Regions from separate parts of the Mus musculus genome. Here region 1 is linked to region 2. A link is a contact called in public HiChIP or PLAC-seq data. All regions are on one chromosome and are shown on one strand. Each heading gives the region's core, a stretch centred on a gene start, on an enhancer-like site or on the middle of the called end of the contact. The rest is flanking DNA. Distances are from core to core; before and after follow the strand shown.

The links. HiChIP or PLAC-seq counts read pairs in DNA pulled down with a chosen protein or histone mark.
Region 1: a contact with region 2 is called in an H3K27ac HiChIP or PLAC-seq map of extraembryonic endoderm stem cells. The contact joins the enhancer-like site here to the promoter of Sumf2 in region 2. A contact is called at or near these places in 5 of 39 promoter capture datasets (the 3T3-L1 cell line, embryonic stem cells, liver and 2 more), 7 of 115 datasets of contacts at active chromatin or transcription factors (bone marrow-derived macrophages, embryonic stem cells, extraembryonic endoderm stem cells and 2 more) and 4 of 9 other capture datasets (adipose tissue, embryonic stem cells, liver and 1 more).

The regions. Positions count from the first base shown.
Region 1 is chr5:129,740,424-129,746,397 of GRCm38.p6, reverse strand. Nipsnap2 (nipsnap homolog 2) reads right to left here. Exons shown (of 10, transcript NM_008095.4): 4 at 1,599-1,693; 5 at 1,112-1,182; 6 at 1-71. Among named protein-coding and RNA genes, the nearest start is that of Nipsnap2, 18 kb to the right of the region's middle. Within about 2 kb of position 3,322, at least 19 of the 459 cell types and tissues checked have an H3K27ac peak or open chromatin away from gene starts, as enhancers often do. A contact at or near this core is called in extraembryonic endoderm stem cells, where this site is marked.
Region 2 is chr5:129,845,213-129,851,565 of GRCm38.p6, reverse strand. It overlaps Sumf2 (sulfatase modifying factor 2), which reads right to left and starts at 4,576. Exons shown (of 9, transcript NM_026445.2): 1 at 4,480-4,576; 2 at 1,509-1,665. The coding sequence starts at 4,570. Cct6a (chaperonin containing Tcp1, subunit 6a (zeta)) reads right to left here. Exons shown (of 13, transcript NM_009838.2): 12 at 5,911-5,983; 13 at 5,123-5,818. The coding sequence ends at 5,746.

The sequences.
Region 1 (5,974 bases), core at 2,073-4,572, 100 kb after region 2:
AACTCCAGCAGCAGCTGGTTCTTCCTGGAGAGAAGCATGTCACTTCTGGCCTTTCGGAAATTTACAAATTCCTTTGGGTGAAAGAGAATATGCTCATGAAATCTTCAGATACTTGCATGAAGATATGCTTTAATAACATCTACATACCGGTAACAGGATATAGATATAGACAGGGTCTCTCTGGGTAGCCCTGGCTGTCCTGGAACTCTCTGTAGACCAGGCTGGCCTCCAAGGTGTGTGCCACCACACCCAGCTTCCATCTTAGTTTTGAATCTATTGCACGGAAATAACGAATTCCTAACCAATGAATTAACTTCCTAACATATACCAGGTTTTTTGCTTGTTTGTAAAGATTTCTTTATTTTATTTCCTGTGTATGATTGTTCTACCTGTCTGCATGTATATGCACCATGCATATGCCTGATACCCATGAAGGTCAGAAGAGGGTACAAGATCCCCTGGATATCTTATACCTGGAGTCACGATGGTCGTGAGCTGATATGTTAGTGTGGGAACCAAACCTTGGTCTTCAACAAGAACAACACGTACTTTAAACCACTAAGCAGGGTCTGATTCCCAGCATCATAGAAGGCAGGTATGGAGGTGCACACTTACGGCCCCAGGGTTTGGGAGGCAGGGCAATCAGGAGCTCACGGCCATCCCTGGGTACGTAAGGGACTTGAGGCTAGTCTGAGCTAGATGAGACCATTTCAAACAAACAAACAAACAAGCAAAAATTCAAAAAGAAAACAAACAGTGAGTAAGTGGTTGAGCTGCTAATGTTATCCAGGGCTGTGTCTACCATGCAGCTTAGCCAGTGTCAAAGCACTGTCTCCTCACTTGCAATGTCGTATCATGGAGGATCTGTGATTTTGATGGTATTAAAACGGGCAATCTCATGCTTATATACAACTTTAAGAGTTCATACAACGAAATTTCTACTGTGAAGGCTGAATGGCTTAATAACAAAAGCTAATAACAGTGTTGTCATGAAGTTCTGTGTGAATACACATTAGACTGCACAAGCACGTGCGCGTGCGTGTATTTTTCAAGTACACACACACACACACACACACACACACACGCACGCACATGTATTTTTCAAAGTTACCTGGTTTTCTTTGAGTTTATTCATGACCTCCGTGAGGGCTGGATAGCCTCCTTCATACCTCCAGAGGTGGACTGAAATGGATTTTAAAAGACAGAAAACATTTAGTGTCAAGAAACTCTTCCCTTGACAATATAGGTGCATGCTCTGTGAACACAGTAGCACACTGTAGTGTGCCTTGTATCCATCACGTGAACACAGTACAACATTGTACTGAGCCTTGGATCCACCACGTGAACATGGTAAAATATTATAGTGTGCCTCGTATCTGCCCTTGAGTTATCTTATGTTTCCATAACAGATTCGGGCATTTTTTAAAGAAGTCGTTTTACAGCTAGTGACTGAAGACATCAGTCATTTGATCCATGAAAGCAGAATGAGACTCGAGAAGGATTGCAAAAACAAGCATTCACTGACCAGACCATTCAACGAGAGGACTGCAGAGCTACGTGAGGAAGAGCTAGCCATCCCAAAGGCGTCTGCTTCCTACCTGCTTGATCCTGCTCGCCATACCACGTGTTCCACGTCCCCACCAGGGTACAAGGGTACTGCTTGCCTTCGTGGATCTTTGGTAACACTTCTTGACTTAAAGAGAAGAGACAGCGGCGCCGATTAAACAGGGGAGCCATTTCCCCGAAAGCATCAGCTGGAATGCAAACCACTGCCTGCCTGTTCTGCCGACTGCCTCTACAACATACGTGGTTTGGATTTGAGTGTTTTATCTGCATGTGTATCTGTGTACCATGAGTGTGCCTGGTACCCACAGACGCCAGAAGACAGCATCCGATCTCGTGGAACTAGAGTTATGAATGGTTGTAAACCATCGTGTAGGCTCTGGGACTTGAATCTGAGTCCTCTGGAAGAGCAACGAGTGCCCAAAGCCACTGAGCCATCTCTCCAGCCCTCCAAGGCAGACTTAGAAGATGACATCCATCCGGAACTGAAGGGTCAGCCACATTCTGCTGTAGATCAGCCCCCAACTTATCAACAGCTTAGGCTTTAACCCCGGGTTATCTGCAAGAGTTACAAGCAACTCCTGCACACTGATAGAGGTGTTTACAGAGGACCAAAGGTCCCAGGCTCCAGGAGCCCCGGCTCCACTGTTTGCTATTTTAGGAGAAAGAACAAAGCTATTTAGGAATGCAATGTTTGCAACAGTTAGGTTCTGCGGCTTCCCATAAAGAATGAAAGTCAGGAATTACACACAAGGCCATGGAAGAGATAGATCAGAGCGTGGGGGGAAGCATTCAAGGCAGAGGGGAGCACTAGGCAGCTCAGCAGGGCAAGGCACTGGGAGCAGGCTGTGGGGTGGGGGGTTGGGGGGGACCTCCAGACACTGTGTGATCTAAGAGTGGGTGAATCAAAACAACATACACGTGAAGCAACAACTCGACTCAGCCAGCTCGGGTGTCTCAGAGGTCTCACGATGAACACACCAACCAATTCAGGACCACCAGGAATGGGACTGATGCCTGAGCCTTGACAAGTCATGGCCACGCGTGTCTTTTAACAGGCATCATATCTGAGCTTAACTCCACAGTAACCTTCCTTTGGTGTAGGCATGGTCTCATGTAGCTGACATTGACTGACCTTAAACTGGGGACTGACTCTTCTTAGGTACTAGCGTCTGCCTCTATGCCTGGCTATACAGAACATTAGCACTAGATCCTGTCTTAAAAACAAAATGAAAGAAAAAAGAAATGCTACTTGATTAGTGTTGACAACACATTGTGATTACCGGAGGATGGTGACAAGTGCTACACATTGTTGTTTAGTGTTTTTTCTTTTGTTTTGTTTTTTGATTTTTTTGTTTTCTAACACAGGATTTTGCTGTGTATCCCTGGCTAGCTTGGAACTTGCTATGTCAACCACACAGGCTTCCAACTTGCAACGATCCTCCTGCCTCTGCCCCTACCCTCCTTTGTGCCAATGTCTGGATTACAGTCATGTGCTACCACTATCGAGCATCCTGACGTAAGCAGGAGGTAAACAACTGTGCAGTGGAGCTACTGGGGAGGAGTGGCATCAGTGTGCACAAACAAGGTGGGGACCAGAGAGGTACAGGGGAGGGGGTAAGGGTGGGGTGGGGGTAAGGGTGGGGCAGACAGTGGGCCCTAGGTAGCTACACAGACTCACATATGGAATCAGTCGGTCCTTGTGCAGAGCCCCACACTTGCTCTGATAAGCCCTGGCCTTATCTAGGCAGGGGCTGTGAGGCAGGCAGTACTTGTACTGAGAACCGACTGGATGGGTGGGCAGTGTCTCCTAACAGGGGCCTCTAAAGGTGGCAGTTACATTGCGCGGGAATAGGTGCTGCTCAAAGTTGTATAGCAAAGGAAAACAAACAAACAAACAAATAAAAATAAACCACAGTGTGGGAAGAAAACACAACTCAAGTAGATAGAGGTAGTGAGAATTTTTGTTTCTTTGAAAATCACAGAAATATTATGGGATGTTTTCATTTCAATCCCAGGTAAGAGATATGGGGCTGCTTTGGACTGTCCACAGCAGCTGACTGTGATATGTCTCGTGCTCTGGCAGGGGTGTGATTTTGCCAGTGGCAGATAGTTTCTGCAACTGTGTGATATCTGGAATTCTGGGGACTTTTCAGAGGGTGTTTAAATGGTAAGACCCTGAGAGGTTGTTTGCTATTACTGTTGGTTCCTGTTTGTTAAGTAATTGTGCTCAAAAAGAAATGAGAGGAAGAAAAAATTAGATTTTCTGATGGCAAAGATCAAACTCGCCCCAAGGAACTCTATGTCCCCAGTCAGCAGGAAGGAGTCTAAGGATAACATCATTCCCTCTCCCTCTCTCTTTTCTTCTTTCCTATCTAGTGTTGGGGGTTGAAACGTGGAAAAGGTGGAGAGCGGTGGAAGAAAAAGAACCTACAAAGTAGCCAAAAGTCTGACTACAGATTGTCTGACATACTTTGGGGTAAGGGGTCACTAGGACAGTAAGGGACATGTTGTTCCAGGCCAGGAGGGCAGGCAGAGATAAAGTTAACTTGGGGACAGGGCTTGGGTAGGCTGAGAGTGAGTTGGAGGAGGAGACTTGCGGGCACCCTGATATAAGGCACATGAAGAATGCCAGCCCTCGGTGATTCATCTCCGAGAACCCAAAAAAGGGTTAACTATAACACAGCAGGGACAGGAGAGCTGGAGATTGTGGTGTGGAGTCTGAAGTGAGATTTAAACTCACTAAAGACACCCAGCCAAGAATCTAAGACAGGACACAGACAGGACACAAAGATGACCAGGGAGGCAGAGCACAGGGAGTACGCCATTTGGTGAGGGAAAAACTGAGAGATCAACATCTTTGGTTTTGGTCATATTTATTTACTTTAAAAGTTTACTATTGCCAGGCGGTGGTGGCGCATGCCTTTAATCCCAGCACTTGGGAGGCAGAGGCAGGTGGATTTCTGGGTTCGAGGACAGCCTGGTCTACAAAGTGAGTTCCAGGACAGCCAGGGCTACACAGAGAAATCCTGTCTCGAAAAAAACAAAAGCAAAACAACAACAAAAAACCCAAACCAGGGGCTGGTGAGATGGCTCAGCGGTTAAGAACACTGACTGCTCTTCCAAAGGTCTCGAGTTCAAATCCCAGCAACCACATGGAGACTCACAATCATCCATAATGAGATCTGACGCCCTCTTCTGGTGTGTCTGAAGACAACTACAGTGTACTTACATATAATAACTAACTAACTAAATGTACATGACAACACCTGCAGCAAATCTGTCTCCAGTTTCCCAGCTTCTACACTCCACAGGGAACCACTGCTTAAAAAAAAAACAAAACCCAAACCAACAAAACAAAACAACCCTCCCCCCCCCCAAAAAAAAAAAAACAAAGTTCACTATTGTTGTTTTGAAATGGGATTTCTCTATATATCTATCCCTGGCTATCCCAGGACTTTCTCTGTAGATCAGGCTGGCCTTGAACCTAAGAGATCTTCTTGCCTTTCCCAAGGGCTGGAATGAGAGCCATGTGGCACCAAATATGGCCAAGATTTATTTTTATTTTACCTGTATGGGCAGTTTTGCTTGCATCAATGTCTATGTACCATGTGCATGCAGTTCCCATGGAAGCCAGAAGAGGGTGCTGGATCCCTTGGAATTTAAATAAGAATGGACCCCATAGGCTCATATATTTGAATGCTGGGTCCCCAGTTGGTAAAACTTCCTTAGGAAAGGATTAGGTGTGGCTTTGTTGGAGGAGGTGTGACATGGGTGTGTGGGTGTGTGGGTGTGTGTGTGTGTGTGTGTGTGTGTTGGACTCTGAAGCCTCAAACGCCCAGCCCATTCCCAGCTAGCTCTCATGCTTGTGAATCAGGATGTAAGCTATGGGCTACTGCTCTACCAGCTACCTACCTGCCAGTCTGTTTGCCATGATGGCCACAGACCCACTTTCTCACTGAGCCTCCAATAAGATACTGCTTCTGTACTGTATGTACGTTACCGTGGTCATGATATCACAGCACAGCAACAGAAAAGTAACTAAAGACAGTTACTGTCCATCATGTGGGTACTGGGAACTGAACCCGGGTCCTCTACAAGAGCAACAAGCACTCCTAACCACTGAGCCATCCCTCTAGCTTCTTTATTTTTAATTTATTGGAAAAAAAAATTAGCCAGACAGGGTGTCACCATGTGGCTTTGGCTGGCCTGGAACGTGATATGTAGACCACACTGGCCTGGAATTCACAGAGCTCTGCCTGCCTCTGCATCCCACGTGCTGGCATTAAAAGCAGGCATCATCACACCTGGCTAACTTTTTTAAGTTTTAGAAAGAATTACACACTCCAGCTCAAGCTGTGTTCCAGCCAGAGACTCACTGTGAAGTCAAGGATGACTCTGAACGCCTGTC
Region 2 (6,353 bases), core at 3,327-5,826:
AAGATGTCACATACATTGAATTGTTCAGCACAGTGTCCACGTCTGGCTTTTCTCCATTAGCACTGTGCAATGGACTCAGCTTCTTTTTCTTTTCTTTTTTCTTTCTTTTTTTTTTCTTTTTTTTTGAGACAGGGTTTCTCTGTGTAGCCCTGGCTGTCCTGGAACTCACTCTGTAGCCCAGGCTGGGCTCGATGCCTGCCTCTGCCTCCCAAGTGCCGGAATTAGAGGCGTGCGCCAGGCTTCCTTTTCTTTTTTCTTTTCTTTTCTCTTCTTTTCCTTTCCTTTCTTTTCTCTTTCTCTCTCTCTTTTTGTATCAGTATCAACATGTTTTGCTCCTTTTTATTTTTACTAATTAGTTTTTTAACATTTTATTATGTGTGTGTGTGTGTGTGCACGAGCATGCATGGATGTGTGTGTGTGTGTGTGTGTATGTGTGAACATATGTGCCATGGTGCTCACATGGAGGTCAGAGCTCAACTTAAGGATTTTAAATTTAAAGAATTTTTTTTCCAGTGCTAGGCAATGAACCAAAGGCCCTGCTATCTAAGTTCTTCACAGTGAGAGACACCCTCAGTTTGCTCCTTTTAAAGCTACAAAAGCATGTGCCAACCCACTAACTAATGCAGTCGGTGTCCTCTGGGTTCATGTATTACATACTTCTAAAAACTGGGATCAGACTGGAGGGATGGCTCAACAGTCACAAACATTTGTTGCTCTTAAAGACGTGGGTTGACCCACGCTACCGTCTCGCCAGCAAAACACACGCAGGCCACTCGGATCCTTCTGCAGTACAGCTTTAATACATCTCGAGAGATAGATGATCGGCTTCAGGAGAGGAGACCCAGAGAGCAGAAAACCCTTCCCTTTTATAGGCTGCGAAAAAACGTTGGAGACGTGCACCACTGGGATTGGCTGCCCACTATCAGTCAGTTAACGCCACGAGAAAGGCAGGGCTCAGGTAATGGAATGATACCCTGACGCCTGGGCACATTTTACTACGAGCAACGGATGTCAGCGCCATCTTGTAACGGCGACTGTGAGGGCGGTTCCTCACAGTGGGTTAGGGAAGGTGGCAGCCCACACCTTTAACCCCAGCACAGAGGAGGCAGTGGTGGGAAGATCTCTGAGCTCAAAGACAGTCTGGTCTACACAGTGAGGTCCAGGACAGCTAAACAAAGAGGACTCAAGTTTGATTCCCAACAACCACACGGCAGCTCACAACCTCCTACAACTCCCGTTCCAGGGGATCCAATGCCCTCTTCTGACCTCCGAGGGCACCAGGTCTGCACGTGGGTGCACACACTAAACGCAGGCAAAGCATTCATGTGCCATAAAATAAGAAAACAAATATCTAAACTTTAAAAAATAAAAATCGAGAGTCTATCTTTCGTGATTTGTAAGCTGCGTTTCGGATCAATCTCTCATAGCTATCTCTTTATTAGGAATAAAGGTTAGAATTAGAAAGATTAGAAAGAACCCTTAGCCCTGCACCGAAAAACTGGAAATACCTGAAGTCTTTATTGGTGACTGGAAATATGTCGATGGCAAAGGGTTTTACTGTCACTTCCCGGGCAGGCCCTTCACCGTCTCTGCCATCTGGAGCGTCTGTCCCCATCAGAAACCGGCCACCTGGCAGATGCACCATGGCAGGATCCTGGGCATGTCCTGCAGAACAGGACAGGTGCTAGTAACGCATACAGATATATGCACAGAGATAGGGCTGCATTGTTTGTTTAGTTCAATTTTACAATAATAATAATTTTTGAGACATAGTTTTTCTGTGTAGCCCTGCTGTCCTGGAACTCACTCTGTAGACCAGGCTGGCCTCGAACTCAGAAATCTGCCTGCCTCTGACTCCCAAGTGCTGGGATTAAAGGCGTGCGCCACTATTGCCTGGCAACTCTTTGCTTTCTAAACATGTTTATTTTATGAGTGTGTATCTACCGTGAGTGAGTATGCCTGGTACCCACAGAGGCCAGAAGAGGGCACTGAGTCATCTGGAACAAGACAGATGCAAGCTGCCATGTGGGTGCTGGGAACCAAGCCTAGGTCCTCGTCCTACAGGAACAACAAGTGCTCTTAACTGCCGAGTCACCTCTCCAGACCATACTTGATTACTTACATACCTCTCTTGCCTCAGCTAGGTCAATTTAGAAACTGTAACTTCAAATACATGTACATTTTTCACCCACACTCCCTCTACCACCCGCTCTGACCTTTGGAGACAGGGTCTTACTATATAGTTCAGGCTGGCCTTGAACTCACAGACATCAGCTTGCCTCTGCCTCCCAAGTGCTGGGATTAGTACGTAAGCCACTACACCACTCACACTTCATGCTGTTTCTTTCCCTCTCCCTTTGTACTGTTGAACACTTTACTGTTTTATTTTTGAGATGAAGGCTCATGCAGCCCAGGCCAGCTTAGAACTAGGTATCCAAGGATGATGCTGACTTCCTGATGACAGGGAACAGGTAGGTGTGTACCACTTGGCCCAGTTCATGTGATGCTGGGGATGGAAATCAGGTTTCACATTAAGCAAGCACTGTACAAATGAATCACACCCATAATTTATGTGCATATTACTTTTTTATTTTTGTGTGAGATAGGGTTTTTCTGCATGGCAATCTTTCTGATTTAAAAACAAAACAAAACAAAACAAAAAAACAACCCAAACAATTCTACAGCTCCTTCACCCCAGGGACCCTCCCATCTCTGCCTCACCAATGCTAAGATTGCAGGCATGTGGCACTGTGCCCCAGGCTCAAGAACTTGATGTGTGTGTCACAGGGAATTGAAACCAGGGTCTCACATATGCTATGTGGTGCTCGACCCTAGCTTCTCATTTTAAAATTAGTTGCTTTTTTCCCTTATTTTAGTTTTTGATGACAAGGTCACCCTACTCCCACCCCACTCCAACCCTGGGCTGGCCTGAAAAGAAATCACTATATAGATGGACTAGCCTTGCTTGGCAGTCACAGAGATCTACCTACCTTTGCCTCTCAAGAGATTAAAGGTGTATAAGCAACCAGACCCTGCTTTTCAGGGTCTTATATTTAACCCTCTTCTCATTCTGATACAATTCTACCCATCTCAAGAATAATCCCGAGAGGGCAAAAAAAACCGAGTGAGTAGGGAGATCTCAAATTAAAGGGGAATGAAATATCAAGCTGCAATATAAACTGTAGTTTGATTGTAATTTAACAAACTAACATTTTAAAAAATATTTTTAGGGTTGAGCAGTGGTGGCCCTTTAATCCCAGCACTTGGAAGGTAGAGGCAGGCATTTCTCTGAGTTTGAGCCCTGTCTGGTCTACAGAATGAGTCCAGGACAGCCAAGGATACACAGAGAAACTCTGTCTCTAAAAGCCAAAATTAAATTTTTTTTAAGGACCAGGTTAAATCTTCTGTCCTTTGCCAGTATCTGTACACTCACGGCACACAAACACATACATAAAAAGTGGACACCTCTAAGCCCCAGCATACAGAGGCAGAAACTGATGGATCTTTGTGATTTGAGGCCAGCCTGGTCTACATAGTGAGATTCTGTCACATAACAAACTACAATCTAAGACCATATTTTATGCCTTATAATCCCAATTCTAAAGAAGCTGTCGCTGGAGATCACAAGCTCAAGACAAGCTAGGGCTACACAGTCAAGACCTTTATACCAAAATAAATAAATAAATAATTAAATAAATAAATAACCCACCCTCACCCCCCCCCAAAAAAAAAAACCAAACCCCTAAACAAGGGGCCTCTGCGCCGTAGCTTAGCTGAGAGAGTGCTTGAATCTCTATGAATTTGAGGTTAGCCTGGTCTATGTTCCAGGCCAGACAAGGCGACATAGTTGAGCCTCTGCCTCAAGTATAAAATAAAATAGGATATTAGTATATAAGAGCTCCTGTTGCTCTCGAAGACGCTCCGTTTTCAGTCTCCAGCACCCAAGCAGTGGTTTATAACCATGTTTCTTCTGTTGTAGGGATCCAACCTGACCTCCGCCGGCACCAGACACCCTCGTGGTGCACCTATATACGAGGTTGCAAAACACTCATACACATAAAATATCCTAAGAAAAACTGAATCCAAAAGTAACTAGAGATAAAAGGTGCATTTAAACAACATTTTGAGTATCCGATTACTATGTATGTGACTTAAGCGTATCTTTAACTTTCAAAGCTTTCTACAAATAAAAGCTACGAGTCACACGAGTGCACCAGCTCAAGACATGGAAATGGAGAAAAGGAAAATCAGAATGCCTTACTCCCAACGCCCCAGACAGGGCTGAATACCAGAAGAGACCCTGCTTCAAAAAAAGAAAAAAAAAAAGAAAAAGTGCAGTTTCATGATGGCCAGCCCCAGCAAGTAGCCCGAGACCCTGCAAACCCCCTCCGAGGTTAGGGTAGCATCTAGAGCGCAGGATACAGTCACTTTCAGGTGTTCAAGGATAAGGGTGATATAGGCACAGAGCCACACACTGACCTAGCTGAAGCCTGGGGCAGGACAGGAGCCACAGCAGCAACACCGGAGGGAGCAAGGAACCCATGCTGGGGAACCAGAACTCAGAGCGCATGCGTCTGCTCGGGCGCTTCTTCGCGCCTGCGCACTCGCACTGACTCAGTGACCAATGGCAGGGCGCTCCTTGGGAGCTTGCCTGTCAGGCCCGCCCATGAATGAACACAGGCCCACACCCATCCTACTCTGATTTTATCTGACTGCTTTTGTGTGATGTTAACACCCTTGCAGGTCCAATGTGCTGCAGTCTCAGCTGGCTAGAAGTTGCCCACGGTGCTGGGCACTAACTGCCTGTCTGTGAGAACCAGTAGTACGTAGCTGAGCCAACTCTCCACCCAGATATTTTCCTCTATTCAGTTGAGCTGTTCACTCACTCACTGTGGAATACGGAGCCAGCCCCTCTCCCCAAGTATCACACATAAAATCAAGTACATGAAAACCAAAGAGATAAGCTGTTACAGGTATGATGCAAAACCAAGATAGAAAATAGCCTAAAAAATCTTGTTTCACCCAAACCCTTATTCTTCAACAACCGTCCTTTTGGCTGTTAAATGTGTAACTCTCTCAGCCTCTTGTGTTCCCATGTCTGGAAGTTGGGTGGCAGAGTTCTGACCTTCCAGCCTCCACGGAGTAACTTGGCTTTATTAGCTTTTCTGAAGCATTTTCAGTCATTTCAAGTGTGAATGATCCAGTAGCTTCACTCTTTAAGTATTTATTAGACATTATGAAACCCATAAATTACCCAGATGTGTTTTACACTGGCAAGGATCTTACATGTTTAACAGGGAGTTGGCTGGATAATTTCAAATACATCCACAACAAATTATTCTTTCGACCTGGGGTCTCCTGTAGCCTGAGTTGGCATAGAAATTCCGGACTATTTCCAAAGGGCTAGGCTTACAGGCATGTGTCACCATGCCTTATTTAGGAGAAAACCATTACAAACTTTCAAAGAACACTTACGGAACAAGGGTAGACAACATGCTTATCTTATGTAATTTTTGTATCGGTGTAGCTAAAACATCTTGTTCAGTGGGTTGAAAAAGAGCTGCTTTGAGTGTCTTCAGATACTCAAGGCAAAAATAAAATAAAATTTTACAGTATAATTTGAATAGGTGTCAAATGTCCCGTTTCTTTTCTCCAATCAGGAAGAGAAAATTTTTTTCCAAATCACTTGAAGCTTGGACAAAAATAACCATTCCCCCCAACATCCTGTAGTATCACAGGCAGGCCTCAACCCTTCAGAGAGGACATCCCAGCTCGCATGATCTCGTCGACCAGGAGAATGTTGGTGGCGATCACAGTACTGAAAAGGAGGAAGAGAGGACAGATGAGCTATCAACCCAAACTGCTGTGTCTGCCGCCCGCCCGCGAGCCGCCATGATCGTGTACACTCACCAGGAGTGTAGCAGCTGCTTCTTCACACAGTAGTTATCCCACACACCCATCTCTGCAGCCACCATCGGCTCACCTGCAAATAACCAAGAGCACCAAAGGCTTTTTTCATATATTTTATGAACCCTACCAATTCTAAAACAGAAAACATGGGCCAATTGAGACCATATTTTTTTTTCCTTTTCAAAAGATAAGAATTTTCTATACTACAGCGCAAGACAGCATCCAGGCTGCGGTCCTGTTGCCTCAGTTCTGAAAGGATCACAGGCTGCATCAGGTCAACCTCAGGGACTTTAAATACAAAGGAACAGTACTCTTCCATTAGTAACCAAGACTTCTCCAAACACTCTTAGCAATGCCTTACAGTCAGTGCTCACTGCTTAGCAGACTGCTGCACACTCTGCTCAGGACACACTGCTGTTGACGCACAACACATGCACTTTTGA